2 separate regions of the Oryctolagus cuniculus genome follow, and region 1 is linked to region 2. Evidence: chromatin contacts called from public Hi-C data. All regions are on one chromosome and are shown on one strand. Each heading gives the region's core, a stretch centred on a gene start, on an enhancer-like site or on the middle of the called end of the contact. The rest is flanking DNA. Distances are from core to core; before and after follow the strand shown. Region 1 has its middle 130 kb from the start of ASB13. Region 2 overlaps NET1 (neuroepithelial cell transforming 1).

The links. Hi-C and Micro-C count contacts between places; a contact is called where the count stands out from the background.
Region 1: a Hi-C map of embryonic fibroblasts shows a contact between it and region 2, with 2.4 times the contacts expected there. The contact joins two enhancer-like sites. A contact is called at or near these places in 4 of 6 Hi-C or Micro-C datasets (embryonic fibroblasts, psoas muscle, skin fibroblasts and 1 more).

The regions. Positions count from the first base shown.
Region 1 is chr13:79,424,878-79,427,577 of mOryCun1.1, reverse strand. No RefSeq gene overlaps it. Among named protein-coding and RNA genes, the nearest start is that of ASB13, 130 kb to the left of the region's middle. Within about 2 kb of position 1,282, at least 2 of the 8 cell types and tissues checked have an H3K27ac peak or open chromatin away from gene starts, as enhancers often do.
Region 2 is chr13:79,299,356-79,302,055 of mOryCun1.1, reverse strand. The region is part of intron 3 of NET1 (neuroepithelial cell transforming 1); the gene reads right to left. Among named protein-coding and RNA genes, the nearest start is that of NET1, 49 kb to the right of the region's middle. Within about 2 kb of position 1,420, at least 2 of the 8 cell types and tissues checked have an H3K27ac peak or open chromatin away from gene starts, as enhancers often do.

The sequences.
Region 1 (2,700 bases), core at 33-2,532, 130 kb before region 2:
TAATAGTGGATGAATGGTACAAGCCCCTGCAAGTGGATCCATTTCTAAGAAGAGATTTGGAATGGAGAATGTTGCCATAGTGACGACTAGTCAACATAAAGAAGTGGGAAAGAGAAATTTATTTTAAAATGAAATACAAGAATGAGTCTTAAGAGGAGAGAGGGCTGATATGGGAAAAAGGAGAAAAGAAATTAGTGAGAGAGTTCAAAGGCCTGGTGATGAGAACCTATCACATGGTTATGAAAATTTGGCTCTTCACACAACTGGTCTTGGGCTAGAAACCATAGCCAGTTGCTGTGGCCATCAAAGAGAGTCAAAGTGAGATGGTACCCGAAACTGGGTGAGAGACCAGAGGCCCATCCCACCATCTGTATTAGAGTCCTTGACAATTTTTCTGGATTGTATTTGAATGTATGTGTGTGTGCGTGCACACACTTCCATTTTGTGGCTTTTCTGGGGAAGTATAAAGGGTGGAGCCTCCAGGAGAGATGAGTTCTCTCTCTTCCTGGATTGCTGTGATTACAGCCTTCATGTTCTGTCTCATTTCTTTGGCTTCAGATCATCCGGGCCTTCTCACCCTCCAAACTGTAAGAGATAAGGTGAGAATGGAAATTCCAGAGAAGGATTTGTCTTGCGAGAGGGACTAAGAAGTGGGAAACAGATGTGAAGAAGGGATCAGGAAGTTGAGGGGTGCAGCCCACTGGGAAGTCCTGGGATCTGGGGATGGGGGGCCTTCATATTAGGGTGGGAGAAGGAAGCTTCCTACTAGAGGGATTTTTCAGTCATCACTCAGCAACTGGTGTCTGGTGCTACCCTGAGAAGCAATGTTAGCAACAACATCTTCCAAATCAGGATGAGTGAGTATTAGGGCATCAATGGATGTCAAAGCCAGTAACCCGTGGATCTCACAGAGAAGTCCACCAGCAAGAGGAAAACATCTAGAAATGACTAACCACAGAGCCGAGGTGGGGATGGGAGTCCCCTTAGAATCATCATGCTTGGCTTCACTGTTTTCTTTTTGTGCTGCTTATGTGTGTAATCACTGTAATCAACCATCCTCACTCTTGGAATCCTTTCTAGTACCTTGAAGAGAGTCTGAGTGTCTGCCTGTTCCCTCCCAGGTGTCTCATCCCACCTGCCTGAGAAGCCTGTCTGAACAGCTGACTTCATCCTGAGTCAGCTTCTCAGAGAAGCTCCCGATCATGGCTTCCCCTCCCCAGGCAGACTCCTTAAGCCTCTTTAATCTGCACTGAGGAAGTTGAGAAATCCAGTCGTTGTGAATCTGCCCTCTCCTAGAACAGGACAGACAGTATACTTGTGGGCAGAAGGGTGTGGATGGTGGTGGTGGGAGGGTGGGGGAGACATGTGTCATCGTACTTAGTGCAGAAATTTCAAAATCTTCTGGCAAATCAGGGCAACCCTGAGCCTCTGATAACTGGCTAGATGGAGCCTATCAACCTCAAAAACATGCAGAGCGGTTCTGTAAAGGTAAGGAGTGTGTTTTGGAGTAGCCTGGCGATGGGAATATGCATGACATAGTGCAGTATAGGCATATTCAAGAAGATTGAGGCAAAGGGAAGTTTTCAAAAGCAAAATGAGGACGATTACATAGGTTGTTTTAAAAACATAATCCTTGGCTACAAGGATCAATAACAAGGGTGGAGTCAGACTAAGGCTGAACAGTTTCTGGGCAGATGTCCTTGCAGAAATATTTTGTTGTGTAAGGTTGTGGTGGCTTTTATGCAAGGCTAAACCTTTTGTGATAGCTTTTGTTATCAGGCATATGTACACGATATCCACTTTTCACAATCTCCCAGATTTATTTACTTGGGTTTTCTTTAGGGTTTGACATAACTGACTCCATTTTTATTCATGTGCCTAAAAAGTATCATCAGTGAGTGTTAAAAATAAATAAGATCTGAGGCTCATTTTTATACAGAGATCATTTTAGAAACTGTCAGGATCAAACCACCACCGAAGACAAAAGAAGCCTTATTAGTATTTTGTCATCTACCCTGAGCCAGGACCCTGTCAAGTGCCTTCATTTGTTGTCCCTTTAAAGACAGCAATTCTGTCAAGTAGATGAGCAGAGTGATGTCATGTGTTTTCTAGAATATTGCATTTTCTACATTTTCTACCTCATTTCTCCTTGTTTCCATTTGGGGGCCACTGGATGTGGGCTGAAGTGATGCCTACCACTGCAGGCTACTCCTAGAACCCCCTGAGCAATGCTCTGCATCCTCTTTTCATCTGTTGGCCAGTTCAGTGCAGAAGATCTGCAGGAGGAGTCCCAGGTTGTGCCGTTCAGCAGAACCATGGTATGGGAGCAGTACATGTTCCTGAGCTTGAAGCTCACCCAACAGCATTGTGGATCTAGAAATGATCACATACAGCTTTGTGTGAGGGATAATTGAGTGTCTCACTCAATTACTGAGTTACTGAGAGTTGGGATTGTGTGTTACAGCAGCAAGTACCTACTCTAACACAAGGGGTCTTCAAAAAGTTCAAAGAAAAAATATGTGTTACATTTTAATTCAATTTTCCTGGATTTTTAAAAGTTCTCTCATACACTAGGTGTTATGTGCATTTTATATCTGACCAAATCATATGGGAAGCTTTAGTGTTAAAAACAGTGCTTAGGGGCTGGCACTGTGGCGCAGTGGGTTAAAGCCCCAGCTTACAGCGCTGGCATCCCATATG
Region 2 (2,700 bases), core at 171-2,670:
CTATAGAACTTTCTAGCTTAATGTGGAGAATAACTTTTTAAAAAATGATTCATTATTGTGAAAATGTTACTCAAAAACATGGAAGAGAGCAGCATAATGAATCCCACATATCTATCACTCAGATTCAGTAGTTTCTGGTATCATATTTTGTTTCACTTCTGCCTCTACTTGAATATTTTCAAGCAAATCCCAGATATTTTATAATTTCATTTTTAACTATTTCAGTTACAGAGTAACCTCTAAAGAAATATGACATCTGAATAGGTCAAAATGCATTCAAGTGGTTAAATGAGCTCTTAGGTTCTGGAATCAGAATGACTGGCTCAAATTCGGGCTCTCATACTTGTTGGGGGTACATCTGGAGCCTTAGCCCACTCATTTGCAAAATAGGGTTAATAGCAGGGGTCCTCTTATAAAGTTGTTGTGATCAATCAATCAGTAAATAGAGCTCAGAACAGTGCTTGGTACATACCAGATTTTAATTATTATGAACACTTTTTTAAGGAATATTTCCACTTACTACATAAACATTGGAATTTATAAATAATTAGATCCTCAACCATATATTTATTAACAAAGAAAAAATATACACAAATTCAGAGGAATCAGTTATTGTTCTACATGTATTACTTAAAAATATTATTGATATGGCAAACATATCACTTATCATTCCAGGATCTCAACATTTCACAAAAACTGGATCATCTAATTTTACTGCTAGGAAAATGGAGGCATATCACTAGGTGACTGGCATAGTTATTGAAATAAAGAAAGTCAGATCATAAAACAGGTAGATTTATTCTTTATAATGTCTAAGGAGCATACTTAGCTTTTTTTTTTTGTATTTGGTGTCTTTCACAATTGTGGCAAACTCAACAAAATAATTCTTAAGGATATATATAATTAAAAATTATATTAGAATCACCATGTAAAAATAAAGATTATTTAAAAATAATGGAATTTTTTTCCTAAAAATTCTTGACATGACTAAAGTCATATAAAAAGAGGTGAGGAAAGTGAATAAAAATAATCCCTTTCAAGAAATTTAAGAAGAGACTGATAAAGTCTAAAAATTATTTGAAAAGAAATTTAGGTGATATAAAAAAAGCAATTAAGACTTAATCAAAGCTGCTGAATGGATACATATATATATATATATTAAAAACACGAACTACTAGAGTAAAGAGACTTTGTAGATAAGGAAAATTCAGAACTATGAAGAATTTAAGAGGTGGAGTTGTAGATGACTTTTTCTACCCCCTAAATAAATGAACTCCAAAGGCAAACTCTGAATAAAGCCACTAATGAGCAAATGTTAAATGAACTGAAATAAAGACCTTTGAGCTGTATGGTAGGATGGCACGAGCTGTGCGGCTGGGGACATATGTGAATGCCTTTACCACACACATCTGTGCAGACTGAGTGACACATGCGTGTGCAGAGGCAAGCACAAGGCATTCCTTTCCATTTAGTAAAGACAGAACAAAGAGTCTCCTGTTTGAATGGATTGAATTACCTCACAAAGTTAATGCCTACTACATTAACGCCTTCTACATCAACTAGAAAAAAAAAGCAGTTGTCACAAAGTTTTATTCTTCTTTTTTGCAAACAGAGGTTAACTCTTCTTTGATTAAAGCATAATAAAACTGACTTCCTAGTAAATCACAAAACATTTAAATTAAATTTAAATTTAAATTCACCTTATGGTGAATTTTAAAAGAAAGTTAAAGAAGAAAAAAATTTTTGGTATTTGCTATATTATATAAAATCAAATTAATGATAAATGTTCTCACCTCTATAGTTACTGTAACAACTAATTTCCTGGTAACTCAAAATTATGTGATATTTAAAATGAACATCACAGAATTTAGGTAACTAAATGTAAATATGTCTAAAAGATATTTCTAAAATGAATATGGATTTTGTTTGTGCAGTATCTTCAGGGTGGCAGGATATTATATTAATCAGTATTTGATTGTTGAATATGTTTCATAATTTTAAAAACTCAACTACAATCTCTCTTTCACAAAGGTCAAGTTACTCTTCAGAGCTGATCAAGTATGGCATGTTTTGGTAACAAAGTATGGTAACTAAATCAGGAAATAAGGGTTTGGGAGGGACAGAAATGGTCCTCTACAGTTTTGCTTTTGGGAATCCAATAGTAACTGTCTTACTCAAAGGACATATGTGAAGAACAGCGGACAAATACAACACAAGCTTTGGCATATGTATTTCAAAAGGATAAAAAATTTTAACAAATAATAAGTGTGATTATGAAATATGAAAGTATAATACTGAAAGTATTGTAAAAATATATTTATAATACTGAAAGCATTACAAAAGTATGACACTAATTTCAAGACACATATACTATTTGAAAAAAAAAAAAAAGTCAAACAGAAGACTTCTGTGGAAGAATGTTATAGATTAGACATCTGTGGGTCACCTAAAACACTAGGAAAAACTTTGTCTCCTTTGGAATACAGGTGAGTTACAATCAAAAGTACTTACTTTATGATCTGATTTGTTTACTAAGATCCTAAGCATTTGTACTGTCACAAAACATTTCTAAGATGAGGCTTTCAGAGAACTGGTACTACACTCACATTCGTGTTTCCCCATGGACTGGATGCAGGAATACCATTTAAAAGTGATCCAGGAAAACAGCAGGAATATATCTTACCACCACCAAAAGTAAAA